Regions from separate parts of the Gossypium hirsutum genome. Here region 2 is linked to region 1. The links are chromatin contacts, called in public Hi-C maps. All regions are on one chromosome and are shown on one strand. Each heading gives the region's core, a stretch centred on a gene start, on an enhancer-like site or on the middle of the called end of the contact. The rest is flanking DNA. Distances are from core to core; before and after follow the strand shown.

Region 1 (5,140 bases), core at 1,894-4,393:
TTTACAACAGTTGAAATCAACCGACTTGTTTCCTGTACCCAACCGCTTGTTTCTTTACTCAAATGTCTCGGCGTTCAAACTTCAAAATGGAGGATGCTAGTAGAAAGGAGAAACCGTTGGCCGATCATTATCCAAAACATGGTGATGATCCACAAACGCTTTCCCGACAAAATCAGTTTGTTCTTCCACTGCCTATCCATCTCTCTACTCAAAAAGGTTACTGTCACACCATGCCATGTTAAATGAATATGCAATAAAGAGAATTGACACCACTGCATTTACAAGCAAAGTTGCATGGGAACTGTAATAGCATAAAGGGTTAATGTTCCCTGAAAAGCTTACCCTTATCAACCTGGAAGGGACTTAGATGTAGCCATTTAGGTCACATTTCAGAGCCTTCACCGTAGCTACCTTCAACCAGTTACACCAACAACATCCATCATTATCACAAAATTTGCAGGAACAAGCTCTGAAAACCAAGATTCTAAGGAGATATGGTAAGTATATGCTTAACAAAATCTTTCTTCATAATCACCCTCTTTAACATATGAACCAAAAGACGATCACCCTCTTTAACAGAGGGCAACATTGAGTGATCTCCAGAACAACTCAAAAGATTATTGACCAAGTTATCGCCTTTCATAGCCTTAACACTACATGAAATGCTGTTGACCGAGTTGATCAACAGGCAAAACTTCAAATATAAAATCCACCGCATTTTATGCAAGAAAACAAATCAACAGTTGCATCGACAAAGAAATAACAATAAATTTTCCAATGCCCAGCCAATTTGAATAACCCAGGGAACTTCAGGCATACAAGAAGTACTAAACACCAACAATTAACACAATTTATTCCTTTTAGCATTACTATATATAAACAACTTCATGTTTTGTTTATCAAGCTATAGAAATATCAAGATTTCCAAAACTTAGATACAACAAGATGAACCCAAAACAAATAACTATGGGAAAAGAAATATAGTCAGCAAGTTTTACATAAAATTCCCTGCTGCTCCTCTTAAACAGTTTGCTGGAACATAAACCGGTTTCTTGGATTATCATACGCTACATGGAGCATAAGCCATAAAAAATAAGGCCTTCAGAGTTAGTCTGCAGTCAGAAAGGATATTTACCACTCTAGAACTAGATGAAACTATTGATCATCAAACACCTTAAGTTTTAACATTCTACCGACGTGACAAGACCATAAATTTTGGTATGTGATGCCAAACTTGGGGAACTTAAACCTAAACAACTCTAACAAGAGTCAGGAAAGGTAAAAACGTGTGGAAAGCTTAAACTAAACTGAGCCATTAATACTAACAAACTGCTACCAATCCAAAAAGCCTCCAAGATTTAAGCCAGATTCAGCATCATCGTCAAAAGGGCTTAAATATAGTTCTAAAGTAAATGAAGAAGATACCTATATGATTAACCTTTTCAAACCTAAACTATAACTCTCATATTCCACACGACCACTTTGCAGCTTACAATGTGAAATCCTACAAGATTATTGGTGCACAAATGTAGAACAAATATAAATAGAGAACTAAGTAAGGGAAGCCAGTTTAATCCTCCACAAGATTACACCCTATGCGCATAAGCTTTCATTCATAAACTAAAGAAATTATCAAAGCTAAACATGTAAAACAAAGAATCTCTGAGAATTTAGAACCATACGCAGCACAAAAAACAGGGCTAACTGGATGCATAAATGTGGAATACTATAATTAAGATTAGAAATTCTTTTAGCAAATGGATTTTTCATGGATGTCAACTTATAACAGATTAACGTTCTATAAGCTCAGTATTTTGCCCAAAGTACATTAAAACATCTAAAATTGATATCAAATTCTCAACTGAATCGAAACCATAGTTCGAATTATAGCAGCCTAAAAATAAAAAAAGATGATGCCTTCAGTTCCAACTGGAAGGCCAGAATCCATGAATCCCATATCCAGTCTTCCAATTGTCCAAGAAAATCACTTTCTGCACCGCCCAAAAAGAAACGCAAATCGCAAAAACCATGGCCACACGCTTGGCTTTCGCGTTCTTAACATAAACAAGCAAATGGGTAACGAAAGCTAGCAATAATCCCACTATTGTATAAAGAAAACCCACCGCGAATCCTTCCGCCCCAAGCTGCATCCCCGATCCTTGGTAAAAGAAAATCAATTTGTTGGGATCGTTCCTATCCACCAAAAACATCGGCATTTTCCTTATTAGATTATGCATTGCACCTGAAACGCTGAAAAAATAAATAAAAACGGCGCCGGAAAGCCAAATCTTGGGATCGTGCAAGAGGGTTTCCCCGGCGAAGATCTTTTTAGCGATGAACGGAGAAGGGATCAACAAAAGGGCAACGATCAGACCCATTTGAGTTTTCGAGAGAATGGGAGGACGATGGACGGGACCCACGGTGAGTTTAGTTCTGGACTCAACGAATTCGGCCATTGACTCAGCCAATCGAGAAAAATCGCCCTGGTCCATCTGTTCCGACTCATCTTTCAACGATTTTGCGGTGGGGCCGACGAGGCGGATGTGGGGAAGGGAGTTGACGCCGAAGAGGTGGAAAGAAGATTGAGATTCGCGAAACTCGATGTCGGCGAAGAAGAGCTTGGTGTTGGAGTTGTTGTGGTTGGTGATGAAGGAAGAGGCGACGAGGGCGAATTCTTGGCGGAGCTCGCGGAGGTGGAGTTCGGTTTTGTCGTGGAGTTGGGTGGCGTCGAAGAAGATGAGGATAGAGTAAGGGCGAGGGATTTTGGGGGAGGTTAGGAATTTGGCAATGGTTCGGTCATCTAAGTGGATGACTCCTGATTTGGATTCGGACTGAAGGGCGCGGAGATCGGCTACCAGTTCTAATTCAGATTCAGATTCAGCAGTGGAAATAGCAAGGAATAGAGAAAGGGTGAAAAAGGAGAGTAAGAAGAGATAAGCAGAACTGGAAGGGATCGCCATTTCCTTGCTTAGCTTTCGGATTTGGGGATTGGCGACAAACAGCTTCGGTCTTAACGCTTCTCCGGTTTTAACATTCGTCTGGACAAGATGACTTTGACGCGTTGACTGACTTGACCTTGAGTTCCAGCTTAACGACGTCGTATCAGATGAAAGATCATTTAGGTCCATGTTCAGCTTAAAATGGGCTCGTTTGAATGGACCTTTGAAAGAATATCATATGAGCCAGCTCTAAGCTTTCAAAAAGAAAAATTGACAGCTGTGGGATTTGAACCCACGCCCTTTCGGACCAGAGCCTAAATCTGGCGCCTTAGACCACTCGGCCAAACTGTCCCTTTTTGCTTCGTGTTAAAACAGAAACATATTTATCTATATAGTTAAAGTCAAAGCTGGTGATGCACCAATTTGACAGCTAGAAGCCTACGACCTACAAGTAACTAGCAATAAGCTGATGAGCGTTGAAGTGATTGCTGTTTTTCACGTGCATAATCAAATTGCAAAGTAAGTGTTTTTCTTATTCCAAGTCAAGCATTTGGTTAAATTTTTATTGTTAATGGATTAAAAATTTTCATTTTTACTTAATAATGATGTTATATATCAGGTATTTCATTTTTTTTTGGAGTATCGCATTAATTTGTTGAAATGTCTTCATATTTGGCATCGACAGTTGCATATGATCTTCTTACTTCATTAAATCCATACTTTGGCATTCACTTTCAGTCCATCAAAAATGCAGCTTGTTGTGGGACCTTATGACCCCTAAAATTGGTCCCTAATGCCATGTGCTTGAGCACCTCTCCCAATCAACTATATAACAAGGTTTAGATTAGCATGTCTGGTCATGTTTACCAAGAAAGCAAGCTCTGCTTTTTCTGCTTTCTTTCCATTGCTTACGATTAAAAAAGGAAAATTTTGTTTTTAATTTGTAATCTAAGTCCTTTTTTACCTAAAGTTAAAGATTAAAGTGAGATTAATTTGCTTTAATTCAAAGTTTAAGCTGGTTGTTGGTCCCGAGTCCCGACCGCCAAATCCAGTGGTGAAATCCAAGATTTTCTGTGATTATTTTCAAGACAAACACAACAGTTCTTACATGTAAGAAATGGACCCACTCTCCATTTCTTTATACTGCCAATTCCTAATTGGAGGGCAGCCTGGCATTTCATTTATGTTCTCCATGGATCATTTATCTTACTTCATTTCCCTAAAATACCCTTCTTCACTTTGCAATTTGCATGATTTCTTGGATGGGTATATTGGTACATTCATCCAATTAATAGACCAAAATAAACCTTGGTTTATTGGTGTGCCGCTTCACACATGATCACATCAAGTGTCCAAATTCGAATACTCGGATATTTACCTCTCAAGATCCAGCAGAGAAGTGAGATCTCATCCTCTTCTTCCAAAAACAACACTTTGGGTCAACAAAATGGAGAAAGGGGTACTCTTCATTGCACTTCTAATATCTGCGTTTTACTCTTCATCTGAAGCAGCTGATTCACAAACTTCTTTCGAAGATAACTTCAGTATAATGTGGTCTGAAGATCATTTCAAGACCTCTGAAGATGGTCAGACCTGGTACCTCTCCTTGGACAAAGACACAGGTTTGATACAATTTGATTGCGTTAAACAGTAGTGTTTGGTTCTAATAACTTGCTTCAAATCCAGGATTTTAATCTGTTTCTATCTGCTTCTAGGTTGCGGGTTTCAAACCAAGCAAAGATACAGATTTGGGTGGTTTAGCATGAAACTGAAGTTGGTCGGAGGTGACTCTGCTGGCGTTGTAACAGCTTACTATGTATGTTTTCCTGACAGTTGTTTAAATATTTTGTAACATAAGAGTTGTGTTTTCCATAGCTGAAGTTTAAAGAGTGGTGCAGATGTGTTCTGAGAACGGGGCAGGGCCAGAACGAGATGAACTGGATTTTGAGTTCTTGGGGAATCGAACAGGGCAACCGTATTTAATACAGACAAACGTGTATAAAAATGGTGTTGGAGGCCGTGAAATGAGGCACATGCTTTGGTTCGACCCCACTGAAGAGTTTCATTCATATTCCATTCTATGGAACAACCACCAAATTGTGTAAGTCTCGTATTATATCTTATACTCATATCCGAATATATGCCTACTGAATTATTGCAAAACAGGTTTTTTGTGGATGAAGTTCCCATAAGAGTATTCA
Region 2 (5,140 bases), core at 1,844-4,343, 210 kb before region 1:
ACTGTCGATCCAACGTAGCCACCCAACGTTTTGCTCCAAAAGCTAGACCGGAATTAACTACTGGTCTGTATATGTTGTGGACAGCTCTATCATCCACTTCTACATGCTCGACCCATATAACCTGAAAGTATAATGAAAACATGACATTGTGTACACGTTAAGCGGCAACATAAAATGCAGCCCAACAAATATATACACGTTGAAATAAAGAGTAAGTTACCTTAGAGTATCCATTTGGCAATTCTTGGATCAAGCAACCTGAGGGCCTTCTTCTACACTTGGACATTGGGTTAGGGCGTAAATTATCCAAGGAAACATCAACCACTGCCCAAGTTCCATCAATATGCTGCTTACAGTACCTCGCGAAATAATTTTCCCGAGTTGGTACAAGTGGTGAAGGGACTTGGAACTCAGCCGTCATCTGAAAATGCAAGATGTTAGGCATGCTTTCAGAGCTTAGGGAAAGAGCATGCATGGCAGAAAATTTTATTAGATTGCTATTGAAAAGAAAAGCATATAGATGTACTTAGTACCACTTGCAAGGCCCCATTGTAGTTTCCTGCAACTCCAGTTGATAGGACTTCTAAAGTCATAGCCCTTGAAACAATACCGCAAAACACACTTGACCATTGATTCTGGAAATCAATCGTTTTTGTCATAAATAAGTGGAGGTGGATCTAAAAATTTATATAATGGACCCAAACTTGGGGAAAAGAAAATCCTACCACATCCATGAGAATCTCAACTAAGTTGACATGATTCATGATGACAACTGCAGATTCTCTTGAAGCTTCAGACCTCAACCCCAAAGGCTTTGGTCCAATTCCCCTAGGGAAAGTTCTTAAGTATTCATCTTCGTTCAACACATCTGTAGAATTGTCCCCAGGAACCCACAAAGGTTCCCCAGATTGGGCCATTCGTATTAGTTCCTCCATTGCAGCAACAGCAAGCTCAACAATCATGGGCTTATCCGCTTCTGTAGGTCCAGAGACAGACCTCAGAAGATCACCACTGCGATCCATTTCCCCTACAAATCCTGATTGATTCCCGAAATTGCTAGCTCCAAGATCAGCAGAGCGCGAATGTAAATGAGATGAAAGGTGAGGCAATGAAGATAAAGGCTTGCCAACATATTTAGCAGCTATTCCAGATATCCTATCAATCTGTAATACAAGAAAACCAAAATATAAAAAGTATAATAAAAAGGTAACTTGATAATAAGATGGGATGTGTGAAGCATTTTTCAATCACCTCTTCCCTTAACCGAGCATTTTCTATTCTCAAATGTTGCTCATCAAATGACATCTCTCCAAGGGCAGCTGGGCCTCCACAGCTGGGGCATGTAGCATTGCTGAGAGCTTCCTTGTACCTATTATTCTCAGCTCGGAGTTTTTCATTCTCAGCCTTCAGTATAGCATTTTCATGGCGTTCATGTTGGGCCTGTTAATGAAGGTGAACTTTAGCAACAAAGCTAGGAAAGCTTACTACATAGGCAGAAAAGCTTACTCATAAAACGAGTCTAAATACTTAAATAAGCATATTAGAGCTCCTGATTTTCACCTATACATGGAAATATACCTTCATTTGGGTGCGCTTGTTTTGGAACCAAAACTTGACTTGTAGAGGTTCTAACCCTAGCTCACGGCCAAGCTCCTTCCTTTGCTTATCATCAGGATGAGGGCATTCCTTAAAGAATCTGAGCAACAAAGTGTCCAAAGAATCAATTCCCCAAAGAAGAACTAGTCATGTTAATCTTTCTTATCTTTAAGTAAGAGGATAAAAAAAAACAAGACTTACGCTTCCATCTCCTGGATTTGACGCTGGGTATGACGATGATAACGCTTCTTTTTAGGGCGTTGGTCAGGATCTTGATCATCTCCAGAGGGAGCATCCATAGTTTCATTGACTGATTTGATCTCATAATCATCATCCCTGATCTTCCCCATTAGTTCACTTTCCGAGGTCTTATGAGACATGTCGAACATATGGGGACTCTCAAATAAGTTGGGGCTAAACATGTTAACAAAGTGCTCGAATGTCGACGGTATGGATATTCTGGGTTCTGCCGACAGAACATACACAAGTCAAGCAAACTAAAATAAAGGGGGAAAAGGGTTAAATAAACTGTAGAACAGTAACGAAAGACACAAAATGTAAGTACAAAGTTAAAAAAGTCAAAACCAGTGCATGACAATGGAATCGTAAAACATTTGAAAGGCAAATAAACAATGGAGCTGTAAACCATATACCATCTCTCTTTCAAAGAAAAAAAAGGTCTAGTTCGCTTATCGAGAAGGATTTTTCTTTGAATATCTTAATAACCAACTGCTACTATATTTAAAGGTAGCATATACGTCGAAGATTAAAATGATGGATTAGTCGAAAGCTTATCCTAATCTATTCCCATGAGAAAAGTGAAAGAACCTCGGAGAAATAAAATGGGCAGCAAAAGTTGGGGAAAAAAAGGAGGAAAGAAAATTACCTTATGGATTATTTGGAGAAGGGGACTAAGAGCTTAGGGCAACTATTTTCTTGTCTTAAATGCAGTGGTAAGTTGGTCACTAGAAACCTCATGTTGGGAGACATAGATAGCCATTGACCTTTAAAACCCTAACCAGCAGCAATACATGCTACACATATCAGTCTCTTGCTTGTTAGATTCTTGGCCCCGCTTTCCTATATTGGTGGTATTTAGGTTGATTTTGATAGAAAGTCCCCACAAACCAAAGATTACAAACACTTTTTGCACTCTCTCTTGATTCTCAGCAAAGCTTTATAAGCGAATATATGAAAGAGAGAATGGCAAATGGTGTGAACACAGATCGGGTGCTATAAACAAGCTGGTCCAGGGAAAGAAATAGGTTTCGTGAGTAGAGACTTTTTACAGGGCCGTATAGGCAAAACAAAAGAAAGCCCTTTTGAACATTGTTGAGAAAGATTAATGAAAGGAGGTTTTAGGGTGGTTTTTAAAAGTTTGGGGTCACTGGTTTGACAGAGACCTACCTTGAGAGAGAAGAGGGTTAAAGTCTAGAGAGAGAGAAAGGGGTTTGAAGTTCCAAGGGGGGGTGAGGAAAATGAAGAGAATTGATGAAACAGGTGGAGAGGATGTGGCAGCTAAGGAGTTAATAGCAGAGCCCATCGAGAGGGTGCAATAGCATTTATTGTGGGTGAGAGGTGTAATTGCGAGTGATGGAAATAAAAATTATAGAAAGAGAAAAACATCTCCCCTTCCCTTCCCTTTCTTCAAATTAACTTTGTAAGCTTTCAACTAGTTTTCAGTGTCTCAGCTCCAATATTAATAGGTTTTACTAATAAGCATGCACGTATAGTATATATATATTGGTAGATAAGGAAGCTAAATACATTTAGCAATAGGAATTATATTTGACATCAATACAAAAGTAGGTTCTATCTCAATTAATTTGGGGAACATCATAAATTTTTAAATCAAGAGGAATATTTCTTCCTAATGTTGCCATGAAATCTACAGTCATATTCGCTGTGCATATATAGTATGAAAATTTTAAATTTTTTATAAGATAAAAGGTATAATTAATATCTCACCAGTTTAAACAATATCAGTTAATGACTACTTTCAAATATTTATTGTTTTTTTTGAATTAAATATTTGATTTATATATGTAGAATATTGTACTAATTAATTTTCCCATCAAATTACATGAAAAGCAAATTAGAGCTGTTGCTAGAATAACTTAAATATATTTAATCTTTCGGCTTGCTCTCAAATCTTCCAAGAAATTATTGAGTCTGAAGGATACAGGCTATGGTCTGCTTTTGCAGATTTCAGACGCATTATATATCATGTCCATGCATGCATGCCTACCAAAATCTATGTGGTGTAAATCTCATAATTTCTAACCAAATTTAATCTTGTCTCTTCCTTTTGACATATATGCATACGTGTAATCATATCCGGTCGGTATATGAACTAATCCAACTCATCTGTGATCTGTTTTATGTATTTATTTACTTTTATTGCATTAATTATGGACAATGAAAGGGTATTGCAGATTGCAAAACTCAACAATTAAATATTAAAAAATGTCTAAGCAACTCTCTCCTTCTTTGCCACCGTCTGTTAACGAAGACGATGGGGATTCCCATTCTGTTGAGGATCGGACCACCAAGAAAGTGAGATTTAAGGGCGGAATTGATGAGGCATCAGTAGATATGGTCGTCGACCCTGATCTGATTTCAGCACCCTCGTGGAAGGATAAGCTTTTGGATGGAGATCCGAATCATTCCATGATGGATCGCAATGGTTCTTCCTTTGGAAGAGATAGTGCAAGTGATGGAGATTTTGATTTATTAGCCGGCGATGTGCAAACATCTATCGTTAATGGGGTTCCGGCCATTAGTTTTTCTGACCGGGTTAAAGAAATTTTGTTCAAAGAAATGGAATTAACAGTGGTTATCAAACTTTTAGGGCAAAGTATTGGTTACAATACTTTACACAATCGTATCACTAGCCTGTGGAAACCTATTTGTTGGTGCAAGAGGCAGCAGCAAGCTTGTTTTTACTTTGCTTGGACAGCAAGTGTCGAGCCTTGCTGAAGAAACTATCGAAGAAGAAAGAAAAAGAAATTTGCAATGGAAAACAGAAAAGAAAGAGATAAATTTGAATGAAAATGAGCTGAATTTTTCATTAACAACTTCACAAGGCATAATGCCAATACATATATGAGATAACAAAAGCAAAACAAACAATTTACCACCTAATAACATACCTAACACCACTAAATTGCCTAGTAACTTGGTAAACTTGTTTGAACACATAAGCAACTACCTAAACTTGTCATTCAACACCTAATTACATCAAAATGCAGCTACCAAGTTCAAAACAAACTAAAATACAAAATGTTCATTTGAGTAACCAAATGAAACAATGCAGTTTCGATTTGCTGTTGAAGCACGTTCCCTGCATGGCCACCTTGCTTGGCCACCTTGGCTGCTGCATGGGGGCTGACTTCAACACTCCTCCTCAGCTTCTATGCAGCAGACTCCTAGTTGCTTCCTTAGGTTTAGAAATCTCGATGTACCAAGTGATTTTGTGAAGATATCGGCAATCTGATTTTCTGAGCTGCAATGAATCAGCTCGATCTCTCGAGCTTGTTCCATT

Evidence for each region. A called contact is a pair of places that touch in the nucleus more often than the background predicts.
Region 2: a contact with region 1 is called in a Hi-C map of leaf, with 2.3 times the contacts expected there. The contact joins the promoter of LOC107901934 here to the promoter of LOC107901932 in region 1. A contact is called at or near these places in 3 of 34 Hi-C or Micro-C datasets (callus and leaf).

Annotation. Positions count from the first base shown.
Region 1 is chrD06:55,988,288-55,993,427 of Gossypium_hirsutum_v2.1, reverse strand. LOC107901932 (probable dolichyl-diphosphooligosaccharide--protein glycosyltransferase subunit 3B) reads right to left here and starts at 3,143. Exons shown (of 1, transcript XM_016828114.1): 1 at 1,710-3,143. The coding sequence starts at 3,128. The coding sequence ends at 1,920. LOC107901931 (probable xyloglucan endotransglucosylase/hydrolase protein 8) reads left to right here and starts at 4,262. Exons shown (of 4, transcript XM_016828113.2): 1 at 4,262-4,561; 2 at 4,655-4,755; 3 at 4,838-5,040; 4 at 5,106-5,140. The coding sequence starts at 4,387. It overlaps TRNAL-UAG (transfer RNA leucine (anticodon UAG)), which reads right to left and starts at 3,290; the gene lies at 3,211-3,290.
Region 2 is chrD06:56,198,943-56,204,082 of Gossypium_hirsutum_v2.1, reverse strand. LOC107901934 (homeobox-leucine zipper protein MERISTEM L1) reads right to left here and starts at 3,093. Exons shown (of 12, transcript XM_041095916.1): 1 at 2,483-3,093; 2 at 1,798-2,062; 3 at 1,579-1,696; 4 at 1,252-1,440; 5 at 726-1,163; 6 at 534-635; 7 at 221-421; 8 at 1-121. The coding sequence starts at 2,018.